Linked DNA regions of Mus musculus: regions 2, 3 and 4 are each linked to region 1. A link is a contact called in public HiChIP or PLAC-seq and promoter capture Hi-C data. All regions are on one chromosome and are shown on one strand. The core of a region is the stretch at or near the end of the contact, and the rest is flanking DNA. Distances in the headings are between cores, read along the strand shown. Region 1 holds the start of Gcn1 (GCN1 activator of EIF2AK4). Region 2 holds the start of Taok3 (TAO kinase 3). Region 3 holds the start of Iscu (iron-sulfur cluster assembly enzyme). Region 4 holds the start of Usp30 (ubiquitin specific peptidase 30).

Region 1 (3,094 bases), core at 226-2,725:
ATACATAATATATATGTATACTAAGCTCAATGGTTAAGAGACCTATGAGCCATACCAAATCTATATGGTTTGGTATCTGGGTCTGCTTTCTGTATATCACTGGATGTCCAAGCCATTGTTCATAGGTAGCCTTACTGCTCCAAGGCAGAGTGATGCAGGTCCAGAGCCCTGTTGCTTAAGGCTGAGGCAGGGGTAGAAGGCTGGGTTTGAGCTAGGCGTGGTTTAAGGACTGAAGTCTGAGAGGGCCTGAGATGGTGATACTGAGCTATGGCAAGGAGTATCCAGGTGAGTGGTGATTGAACTCGGGCCTGATTGTGCCTTTTGAGATGAGGATTGGTGTAGAAGTTGATCTGCCTCAGCCTTCTGCCTGCAGTAATTGAGTCACTGCTGTGTGTTTAGTAATGAAGTTATACTTGTGTTTGTGTAGTTTAGATGTGTAGTTGAGTTTCCACGTGCTGGCTAAAGTTTTTTCTTGGTAGATTAAGTCTTGAATACAGGGGCAGTTAATAACTAGCCACTAAGGTGTGCATGTAGGGTTGCTTTGATGTACTAATCGGGGGTGCAAACTAGAATAACTTGCTATGTAAAAAGCTGCTGCAAGAGCTAAAATACTGCCTGTGCATCACAGGTAACTAGACAAAAAGTTACCCTAGAATTGCAACCTCTAACCCGATAGTAGTTTGATGTTGGTTCATATAGGCATTCAGTAAGTGTTAAGTCTGAAAAGCTGAGGATTTAAAAAATGGGCTCTAACAAGTAGGTGAATACTGTATCAAATGCAATGCCCTATTGCTATCATTAACCTTGTGACGTCACTATACATCTATGTGTGTGTATATATATATTTTTTTTTCTTCTCCCTCCCTCACCCCCCAGGGTTTCTCTGTGTAGCCCTGGCTGTCCTGGAACTCACTTTAGACCAGGCTGGCCTTAAATCCGCCTACCTCTGCCTTCCGAGTGCTGGGATTAAAGGCGTGCGACACCACGCCCGGCCCCCCATCTGTATAGTTGCCACTGCTGAGGGCCAAGAAGCCTGGAGACCGCATTCTCCAAGCACACTCTTGAGTTATAGTAAAAATTCAATAATTGTCCTAAGACATCGAACTCTTCCTCAACCCTGTCCCTAGCTGTCTGCAGTTGAGGCTCCCAGCAGGTCACGCAATTCCCGGGTCATCCCTGCATCCCTCCCGCGTACCTCACCATCACCTGTTCTAACCTCCAAGCCTCTTGGGCCTGAGACTAGTCTTTGGGTTCATTCCTGGGGCCTAGGAAACAGCACGATGGGGGGTGTCGGTGCTGGACCCGGGATCCCCCCAAGGATGCCAGAGCTGCAGGGCGCTGTCCGGGGGAGGCCGAATCGAGGAGATCCCGCGCCCAGGGGCTGCAGAGCACGACCTGCGGCCGCCCTCCCGCCCGGGGGCGCCAGGCCTCGCCTTGCCGCGTGGGCCCTGCTGTGACCCGGAAGCGCTCCGGAAGCGGTTCCGGACTGGGCGCCGGCAGGATGGCGGCGGACACGCAGGTGAGGCGGGCGGCTGCGGCGGCCAACGCGGCGGGCGGCGGGGACCGGACCCGGAGCGCGGGCAGTGGGGCGGCGGGATTGCCCGGGCGGAGGCTGCGGCGCCCACGGCCGCGGAGGGCGCAGACGGAAGCGGCGGCGCGGGGGAAGGGGGCGGCGGCTGCTCGCGGCTCGAGGCTCCGGCCGGCCTGGGCGAGCAGAGCGACCCTGGACTCGAGCATCTTGCCATCCGCTTGGCTTCGGGGTAGCGGGTGCCGTGCTGGGGCTGTGCGGGTCCCGGCGGTGGCAGAGCTTACACTCGGCGTCGGCTACGGTTCTCCGGAGCCCGCGGGGCGATGCAGAGGCCCCCCGACTCTGTGCCCACACTCGGAGCGTAGCCTTTTTATGTCCATACGGGTTCGGAGTTGAGCCTCCGCTCGTTGGTTTCGTCAAGGCGTTGGATCAATGACATCACCCCTCAGGGTCTCGGTCCTTTTAACATTTGGTGGTGGTGATAATACCGATATCCTATGTTATTTTATGGGAAGATGTATTGAGACAAAATAGTAGGGTCCCATGTGGGTTTGCTGGGTGTTAACTGGGTCCTGGGTGAGATCTCAAAATGTCTTCACCTGCGAAGAGTCGTGACACCGTTGTGCGTTCACACCTGTGGGTACCTTGCAGTTCAGGGAGGCGTTGAGGCTACCCCCTTCTCCATCTCAGCCTCTTTTGTAGCCTCGTGGAAGGATGAAATAATAAATAAGAAACATAATTTTTTTTTCTCTCCATGTCTCCATCCCACCCTCCCTTTTCAAAAATGTAGATCAAGGCCAGGTAGTGGTGGCGCGGTGGTGGCACGTCTCTAATCCCAGCACTTGGAAGGCAGAGGCAGGTGGATCTCTGAGTGCCAGTCCAGCCTGGTCTACAGAGGGAGTTCCAGGCAGACATGGGTACACACACACACACAAAACCCCTGTCTTGAGAAACAAACAAATTAAAAATATATATATATAGTGAGTTGGCTTTGAACTTGTAGCCATCTTGCCTGTGGCTTCTTAATGGGTGGGTGGGGGGCTTACCCTGCCTGGCAGGAACGTATTTAAAAAACAGTTTGAGTCTCTGGGGTGAGATTAATTGATTTTTATGTTTGATCCTCAAGGCCCGCCAAAGAGGAGCCATTTAACCTGATCATTAAAAAGATGCTTTGCAAGGGTCTTCAGTAAAAGGGTTTGGTAATTTGTTTAGACAGAGCTGCGTCTTAGTGAATCCTAAGAAGGGAAGTTACTTAATGTTTCTGAATATTTAAGAATCTTCTCCCTAGAGTTGTGTTATTTAGTAGTAGGTTACCTAACTGTGCTATCAAAAGAGCCGTAAAGCTTACTTAAGTTCGTCAGAATTAAATGAAATTTAAAAATTCGGTTCTCCACCTGTGCTTCAAGTGATTTGTCCTTCATGTCTTCAGAGCAGCCACATCAGGTTTGTCATTTCAGAAAATCCTCTCTTGGGCAGTGGTGTCTGCAGAGATATCGGTGGACTTGGGAGGTGTGAGAGCTGATCTTTCCAATGCCCAGTGTGACTCCTAGAGGCTCTTAGCATATA
Region 2 (2,730 bases), core at 90-2,589, 1.6 Mb after region 1:
GGCAGATCCCTATGAGCCCAAGGCCAACCTGTCCACACTGAGAGTTCTAGGCCAGTAAGCCATCCTAGGTGAGACCCAATCTCAGATAAATAGAAACTAAATATTTTTTTGTAGTAGAGCGTTGACCAGGAGTTGAGTGTCCACGTCTGATAAGGCTTAGGGTGAAAATGTGTCCCTGCAGAAAAACTGCTTTGAGCTTCCACCATCAACTGAAAACAACACAGCTATTTCCACACAAAAAACATGAGACAGGTCCTGGTGCACTTTAACCTCTGGCAGGCACTATGTTTCCGCGTGGCTTAGGATGGAGCCAGGCAGGTTATTGCAGGTTGCACTTGGGGGGTCAAAGCTCAATCAACCTTCCGCCTTTGGTTCATTAAAGCCCGTGGCCCTGAAAGATTTAGTTAGATACGCTTGCTGGAATTTTGCCAAAGCCAACGGGGTCCCCCTACCCCAACTCCTCCATTAACTGTGGTAATCAAAACTCACAAAATGTGTATTTCTTTTTTCACTTTTCTTTCTTTCTTTCCTCTCTTTTCTTTTCGTCCTTCCTTTCTTTCTTTCTTTCTTTCTTTCCTCTTTTTCCTTCCTTTCTTTCTTTCTTTCTTTCTTTCTTTCTTTCTTTCTTTCTTCTTTCTTCCTTTCTTTCTTTCTTAGCTTCTGAGAAAAGATCTAGCTAGATACCCCAGGCTGGGTTCAAACTTGAGGCGATCTTCCAGCTTCTGCCTACAGAGTACTGGTATTCACATCGCACTCATTTTAAAATGTGCCCAGACCCTGGTAAGTAAGCATTTAGCTGGGTCCACAGATTTTTTCCCCCTCTCTCCAGCAGTAAACGTAGGGTCACTGAACGCAAAGCAAGAAAACGCATTCCCCTTCCTGAGAGCTGGAAAATAATTTACAAGCCCCAGGAGGAAAGCATCCCTTAAGGATGGCCAGGAGCTGTGAAAGGTCCAGAGAAAGATCCGACTGGCCCCACGATCTTATCCACGGTGGTCCGACAAGACAAGACAAGGCGTGGGGAAAGAGAGCCAAGAACTTTGACCCTGGCGCAGCACAAACAGAGCTGACCGCGCCCGAAGGGGCCATAGCTAACCCAAGTTAAGAGAGCTTCCGCGTTTGGGAAAGCCCCGCCCACCTGGACCCGCCCACCACCAGCTCCGCCAATCCCCTGGATCCATCGACCGCTCGGACTTCCCAGGCAAGGTCAATCGAGCGCCTATATACGGCCTGGACCCCGAGAGCGGCGATCAGGGAAGGTCAGTAGAGAACCTATCAAAGCATGGCTGTGGGCGGAGTCGAGGGCGGGGTCGAGTGGGGGCGGGGCGCGCTCTGCGCAGTCGGGTGCGATTGGTCACCCCTGGCGGAGCCGCACCTCGGACAGCAGCAGCGGCGGCAGCTAGGGTCCTGCGTGGAGAGTGGGGCGCGACGGGGACTCGCGGGCGGAGGCTGCGCGTGGGGACCCAGCACGCGAAGACCCAGCACGAGAGCGACTCTGGGCACGAGTGAGAGGAGGCGGCGGCGCCGGGGCCGCGGGTGACAGCGCTGAGGTGAGAGCGCGGGCACCCGAGTGACATCCCGAGTCCTCGGCGCAGCGGCCGCGAGCATCCCGGGAGCGGAGTTGTTAGCGGTTCTGCCAGTGCGCCGGGGAGAGGGGGGGGGGGGACTGGGAAGGACCGGGACGGAGAGTGAGGAGCGGACCCCGAGAGGGATCGCGAAGAGTGAGAGGACCAGGATGGGGACAGGGGTGAGGAGTGAACTCTGAGAGGGACTGCGTGTGAGCGAGGGGACCCGGAGAGAGATGGGGACATCAGGATGAGGAGGGGACCGAGAAATACCGCGGGAGAGCAAGGGGACCCCAAGACAGGACAGGGCAATGGGATTAACGAGGCGACTTGAAGAGGGACTCTGGCCGTGGGATAAGCGAAAGAACCCCGGAGGGACTTGCGACGACGGAGTGAGTGAGCGAGGAGATCCGCCCCTGATGGGCCGGTGGGAAAAGCAGACGGGACCCAGGGAGGGACACTCAGAGGGATTGGGACTGCAGACTGAGCAGGTTGACTTGAGAGAACTCAGGCAGCGGGATGAAAGAAGGGGACCCTAGAGAGACCGAGACAGGAAAATAAGCAAAGGAGACTTTTGGGGAGGCGAGGGCAGTAGTTCTGAAACTATGCTCTTGCGATGAGTGTAAAGAGGACCTCAGGAAGGCTTAGGGCAGCCGAGTGAAGGGAGGGGTCCCCAAAAGGGTGTGGGCTGAGGGACCCAGAGTAGGGACAGACAGCACTGAGAGTCCAAGGAGAGCCGGTGAGTGAAGTACCAGAGAAGAGCTTGCGCAGCGTGAACATGGTTTTTCTGGCCTCACAGCCAGGCACCTAGGGAAAAACACCGGCAGCCTGAGCCCGGGTGGCATTGAGTGGGCACAGCAGCAATGCTGACACCTGGACGACACCGATGCTGCTCCACTGCAAAGAACCCGAGGTCTCCCCCTGAGGGTTGAGTTCCGGGATGCTGGAAGGGGGATCATGTGATGGGCCCGGGAGTGAAAGACATAGATCCTAAGGGCTGGCCAAGGGCTAGCTAGACGATTTGTAGAGATTAGACCAGCGTCTCACCTCTTTCTTCTAAACAGCAGGCTGGCTTCCCAACTCTTCCCTAAAGTTCGACCTCGAGGTTCCTTGATGACACATCTGGGGCAAAACTAGAGGGGTTTGCTCCCCATTCACCGGCCCC
Region 3 (2,867 bases), core at 71-2,570, 1.8 Mb before region 1:
CCCTTGGCCTCCGCCGCCTCCGCGGCCACAGCGCCGGACAGCACCTTCCGCTGCACACCGGCCGGCTTCGCCTCATCCTCTTCTCCCTCGGCCTCAGGCCCGGCCTGGGGCTCAACCTCCGGCTCGGACGCCGAAGATGCGGCCGTCGTCGCCATCTTGCGCAGCCCGCGACTCTCGGGTCTTCCCTCGCCCGCCGAAGCCCGGCGAGCATCGGGCTGTCCGCGGCGTCTGCCTGATCAAAACTCCGCTCGGCCACCAGCGGGAGCGTCGCGGACGGCCTCAGGGAGCAGGAAGCTGTGGAGAATCCACCGCTGATGCTATCCTTTAGCGCCTCCAGACGCCACCGTCAGAAGAAAAGGCTCACGAGCATAACCTGCGTCCGGCTACAACCGTGGACAGCTGTCGGGTCTTTGGGCCGGAAGTGGCAGCCACAGCTGAAGTGGTGCGTGCGTGATGTCCGTAGTTAAGGTCGAGGCGCCATCTTAGGAAGGTCAAAGTCGTCGCTTTGGACTAAAGACCTTCTGTAAGGCTCGGCCGGCTCCGGTGCGTGGTTGTTTCCCGGCAACCGACCCTCAAGTGCGGACAAGATTGCAGTTCCTCCGCGATCGGATGCACCATCTCATGGGAAAAGTCTCATCTCTCGAATAAAGCTCCCTCCCCTTTGTAACACCTAGTACCTCGTAGTTGTGTTAAACGAGTCGCTTTTGTGGATTTTTATAGTCAATGATAATACATTACAATAAGTATTGATTCGGAATGATGTGCATGGCGGTAAAACAAACGTAGGTGTCGAGGGATGGGGTTCGTTTCTCTTATACCCCTCGTTCTCGAGGTCGGAAAAGCGTTGCTGTTTCCCTCTGCACTGCCTTTCCCCTTCATCAACAAGGTTAACGAGCCAGAAATCGCGTCCGTTTTGCTCCCAGGATTTTTTTTTTTTTTTTTTTTTTAGTGACACCTAGAGTACACTTAATATGCATTTGCTCCATGGGTGAAACGGCTACCTCGGAATTAGTAAAAAAAAAAAAAAAAAAAAAAAAGGAAGAAAGAGAGAGAGAAAGAAAGAAAAGGAACTCCACAGCCTGAACAAAAGTCTACCAGGGACGTATGCATGATCGAATCATAAACACGCCTGAAACCGAGCATCCCCACGCCCATCGCAGCACCAGACAACCTTGCACGCCGCTTCGGACCTTCCCGCTCTGCGCCTGGCCACGCCCCTTCCGAGGGCGCGGTCAGAGGGGGCGTAGCCGGGCCGAGACGCCAGCGCAAGCGCCGAGCTGCGGTGACGTCGAACGGGCGCGCCATCCCTCCGGCGTCGCCGAGGTCGACGCAGCTCAAGCCGGCAGGATGGCGGCGGCCACGGGAGCTGGCCGTCTGAGGCGGGCGGCGTCGGCGCTGCTGCTGCGGAGCCCGCGCCTGCCCGCCCGGGAGCTGTCGGCTCCGGCCAGGCTCTACCACAAGAAGGTATGGGCGGGCGAGGGGGTGCGCGAACCATCGAGGGGACCTGCCGCCGTTGCGCAGATCACCAGCACCGAGGAGCCCCGCGGCCGCCTCTGCCCCGCCGCGGCCGTCACTCCGAGTGTCCCAAGGCTGACAGCCCAGAAGGGAGGGTCCGGGTATGTCGTGCCGGGGGTCAAGGGGCAGCACGCACACACACACACACACACACACACACACACACGCATGCTTGAGCACACTCGACAGCACCAGCGTCCTCCCCAGCTAAGCCATTGCCCTGGCCAGATGGCCTTGATCAAGTCACTGGTCCCCTCCCATCCTTTCTCTCAGACCTGACAGGAGTCTTCTGAAGTCCCCGTACGTGGAGCGCTCGGTCCAACCAAGGGAAACCACTGATGGCGATTTATTTACTCTTTTAGGAGCCGATGGCCTCGAGCTCAGCCAAGCACCTAGCCCAACATTAAAACTTCGGTTCTCAGTTGTGTGTTTATTGGTAGGGAGCAGAAAGTATAGAAGAAGAGTAGTTTGCGGGCCCCCACGCTTTTAGGGACGTTAAAATCCTCTTGACAGGAGACTCACTCCGAAAAACAAGGCTACCGCAGATGTACAAGACACTCCCTCCCCCCCCCCCCAAAGTCCTTGATTAGATGATGCGTTATGGGGGCTCAGGGCTTAGACTCAATCTGCAGATGAGGGTGCCTCCTGGTAACTAGCGGGAGAAAGCTCGGTTATTAAATCTTAGTGTGTCCCTGACTTTAACAGCTGCTTGTTCTGTTCTGGCTTGGGTGCTCTTGCCCAAGGCCTTCTACCCCAAAGGGAAGGTTGTTTTGTTGACATTATAGCTGCAGGACCTTGACGGGCTGGCAGCCTTAAGGCACCAGGGGGCGCTCCTGCCACAGGGTAGCGCTGTGTTTATGTTTACAGCCACCAATGACTCGTTCGTTCCCCAACCTCCAGCTCATCTCTGACCTTGAAACTTCTGGGGAACTCTTCCATTTGGGGCTGTTTTTATTCTCGGGATTTTTTGTAAGTGCATACTTCTCTTTGTGTATTGTGTTTGGTAAAAAAGAGAAGTTGTGCTTTGAGCCCAGATCTGGTACAGTGTGTGAGTCAGGGGATTACTTCTGGTTGACAGCCCCCTGAAAGGAAGATGTGTCTGAGTTTTCACCGGTTTCTTGGACAGTATCTTCGATACAAAGGTCGTTGGGGAGGAGATAGAAAGAGTTTGGGTCACACATGGGTCTCCCACCTCTGTCCCATACAGATTGCTGATCTGAGAGAGAGAGTAAAGACCGTAGCGATTTCTGTTGATCTGCCATTTCAGGTTGTGGATCATTATGAAAACCCTCGGAACGTGGGATCCCTTGACAAGACATCTAAAAATGTTGGAACCGGATTGGTGGGGGCTC
Region 4 (3,105 bases), core at 166-2,665, 1.5 Mb before region 1:
TATCTGGAAGGGCTGAAAACAAGACCAGAAAGAGAGGGTTATGTGCCCGAGTTTATTGCCAAGAAGTGGAAACAACCTGAATGTCCATTGAGACATGGACAGGAGAGAGAAACTAGTACTTACAATGGAATATTACTTTCCTGTAAAAAAAGACTTTATGCCAAGTGAGCTAAGACAGTCACCAAAGAACTCTGAGCGACTCCTGTCCTGAGACAGCCAACCTCAACCTCACAGGAATAGAAATAGAATGGAAATTACTAGAACAGAAGACAGGAAGGGGGAGTTACTCAACACACACAGTTCGGCTTTGAGAAGAGAAATGGTATAAAGATCTGCAGCACATACAGCAGCATGCCCACACAAGAGAGGAATCTAAAAATTCTAACACCTTTTTTATTGTATGTATGACAGAGGGAGATTTGCAGCTGATAAATATCTAGTTTGTTTCCATGTTTTGCTGTTTTAAAGAGTGAATTCACAAACATTTGTGTGGGACTGTTTAGGACTTTGTATAAACCTAATAGAAACAGATTTCTAAGACACTGCATTTTAATTTATTGCATTTGTGTGTCTGTGCACTTGTGTATGCATGTGTATATATGTGTGCACATGTGCATGCAAGTGTATGTGCATGTGTTTGCATGTATTTGTATGTATCTGTATGTTTATAGGTGTGTGTGTGTGCACGCGTGTATATGTGTGCTGTGTGCATGTGAATGCATGCATGTATGTGTATACGTGTATGGGTATATATACTGTGCATATGTGTGCGTATGTGTAGTGTGCATGTGTATATATATACGTGTGTGTGTGCGTGTGCATGTGTGCACATATGCATGTGTGTGTATTGTGAAGTGTGCATCTATGTATAAATGTGCATGCGTGTGTGCAGGTGTATGTGTGTGCATATACGAGTGTAAGTGCAGGCATATGCATGTGTATGTGTGCATGTGTTTGTGCGCGCGCGCGTGTGTGTGTGTTGCGCACCACAGCACACATAGGAAGGTCCTGATAACTTTGGTTCTCTTCTACTGTATGGTTCTGGGCACTGAACTCAGGGTGTGAGATTTGGGGGCAGCTGTTTTTACCTACAGAGCCATCTTGCTAACCCCACATTTTAAAAAATCAAAGCTAGAGCCATCTATTTTTAAATTTTCCAGTTTAATAACAGCCTTTCCACATGAACCAAGCTCCGTCCTGGAGGCGGAGCAAATGCGAAGGCTCATAGCTTCCGAAGTGGTCCCCGGGCCCCGGGAAACCTCCCTTAGCAACGAATCAGGCTGCGGTTGCTAGGAGCAAAGGAACCGGGGAGGGGTCGTCCGTTCACTATTTCAGTCCGGTGTGACTAACTTCCGGTCCGTCCTCCTGGCTTCTTCCCCCCTCCGCCGAAGCGGGGTCGCCACCGCGGGTTCCTCCACTTTGCGAGCCTCCTGTCTTGGGCTCCTCATTCCGCTGCGGCGGGCGGGCGAGCGGGGGGCGGCGGCGGCAGCGGTAGCGGCGGCGGCAGCGAGCGCGATGCTAAGTTCCCGGGCGCAGGCGGCGAGGACGGCGGCCGACAAGGCCCTGCAGCGCTTCCTGCGCACCGGGGCGGCCGTCAGGTGAGTGGGTGGGGGTGCGGGGTGGCGGTGGCGGCCGCAGGGCCTCCAGGCCTGCGCGGACCCGGCCGAGGCGGAGGCCGCGGCCCGGCGTCGCCTCCTCGTCCCTGCTGTGGCCGCGGCCTGCGACGCCCCGCAGCCCCTCGCGGTGACCCCAGACTCGGGCTCCGGGCACACAATCTGCACGCCGCTGCTCCCCCGCAGTTTGTCAGATGCCGGTCTCCCACCTCTGCCATGCTGGAGATTCTCACTTCTGCATCCCAAACCGCTCCGGTTCCCAAGCTTCCGAAGGCTCCCAGCCGCTGAGCTCCCCAGGCTGTGACAATTCCAGGCTCTTCGTTCCTGCTAGGACCCCCGTCTGCACCCCAGCCCGGTTGATCTTCCCAAGGCCTGGGGCCACACCCCCGTTGCTCACCCTGACTGCTGGGACCTGTTGCTTGGGTTGGCTACCTTGGATACCGGGGCAGGTCTAACAGCATCTTATCCGGCTCTGAAGCCCCCCACCCCGTGTTTATTCCGCCCAGCGGCCCTATTTTACCAGGTGGGAAGGAAGGCTTGATTGGGCCTTGCGGCCTAACAGCTGACCTGAGAGCAGGGCTGGTGGCCAGCTTAATCTCACCCTCAGGCTCACGTACCGTCTTCATGGTACGGTTCTGCAGAAGAACTAGTCAATCAACACCATGCCTCGGTTTCCCTCGTTGAGTGTGTGCCGAGCAGGTGTGCTGTAACTGGCCCCCTCCTTCTCCCGCTGACTGCTTTTTAAGCCAAGGTCTGTGCACATTCTATGGACTCACCCTGGAAGAACAAAAAGATTTGAAACTGGTAATTAGCTGTGACATCGGAGAATGCTGGCCGTTGTCTGACGATTGCTGTTGTCACTAGTGATCCTTTTCAGGGAGTGTTTATTCAGCTGAGACCAATATTCATGCAGGCAGAATTAGGGGGACAGATCTTAGTGGTAGAGCATTTGTCTGTCCTGCATAAGGCCCTAGCTAGGGTCAGTCCCTGGTACCAGGGGAGGTGATCAACTTCATATAGTCCAAGCATTAGGTAAGAACGTATTACACACATGTCCACATGCAACATATATGTGGGTACATGTTACACACACGTTGCACGTATGTGTGGGTTGCCTTACTTGGAGATACAGAACTTTGTATAAAATTGTGTTTTGAATTACTGCTGCAGTTTTCTTAATTGTGGGAAAAAAGAATAGTGTCCACCTTCAAGTCTAGCCTGGAACGAAGAAATCTTTAATCGTATGAACATATAGATGTCCTCTTGTGGTATTGTTTCGTATTCTCAAAGAGAAATCCATTTTTAAAGCCAGGCCTGGTGCCACCGCTCTGTCACGAATTGCTCATGAGCCAGGAGGACTCTTGAGTTCAGAGCCAGCCTGAGCAACAACAACAACAACAACAACAAAACCCTAATTAAGTAAATAGGGAGAGCTTGGGGAGATGGTTCAGGTGTTCGACTGCCTATTGCATAAGCAACAAATGTGAAAACC

What was found. Promoter capture Hi-C pulls out the DNA fragments that hold promoters and counts their contacts. HiChIP or PLAC-seq counts read pairs in DNA pulled down with a chosen protein or histone mark. Capture Hi-C pulls out chosen DNA fragments and counts their contacts.
Region 2: a contact with region 1 is called in an HNF4G HiChIP or PLAC-seq map of pancreatic cancer cells. The contact joins the promoter of Taok3 here to the promoter of Gcn1 in region 1. A contact is called at or near these places in 2 of 39 promoter capture datasets (liver and maxillary cranial neural crest) and 2 of 115 datasets of contacts at active chromatin or transcription factors (astrocytes and pancreatic cancer cells).
Region 3: a promoter capture Hi-C map of adipose tissue shows a contact between it and region 1, with 2.8 times the contacts expected there. The contact joins the promoter of Iscu here to the promoter of Gcn1 in region 1. A contact is called at or near these places in 1 of 39 promoter capture datasets (liver) and 1 of 9 other capture datasets (adipose tissue).
Region 4: a promoter capture Hi-C map of liver shows a contact between it and region 1, with 4 times the contacts expected there. The contact joins the promoter of Usp30 here to the promoter of Gcn1 in region 1. A contact is called at or near these places in 3 of 39 promoter capture datasets (liver and pre-B cells).

Annotation. Positions count from the first base shown.
Region 1 is chr5:115,563,788-115,566,881 of GRCm38.p6, forward strand. It overlaps Gcn1 (GCN1 activator of EIF2AK4), which reads left to right and starts at 1,476. Exons shown (of 58, transcript NM_172719.2): 1 at 1,476-1,519. The coding sequence starts at 1,502.
Region 2 is chr5:117,118,790-117,121,519 of GRCm38.p6, forward strand. Taok3 (TAO kinase 3) reads left to right here and starts at 1,340. Exons shown (of 21, transcript NM_001199685.1): 1 at 1,340-1,550.
Region 3 is chr5:113,771,481-113,774,347 of GRCm38.p6, forward strand. Iscu (iron-sulfur cluster assembly enzyme) reads left to right here and starts at 1,321. Exons shown (of 5, transcript NM_025526.5): 1 at 1,321-1,464; 2 at 2,783-2,867. The coding sequence starts at 1,348. Sart3 (squamous cell carcinoma antigen recognized by T cells 3) reads right to left here and starts at 920. Exons shown (of 19, transcript NM_016926.2): 1 at 1-920. The coding sequence starts at 155.
Region 4 is chr5:114,098,918-114,102,022 of GRCm38.p6, forward strand. Usp30 (ubiquitin specific peptidase 30) reads left to right here and starts at 1,416. Exons shown (of 13, transcript NM_001033202.3): 1 at 1,416-1,598. The coding sequence starts at 1,516.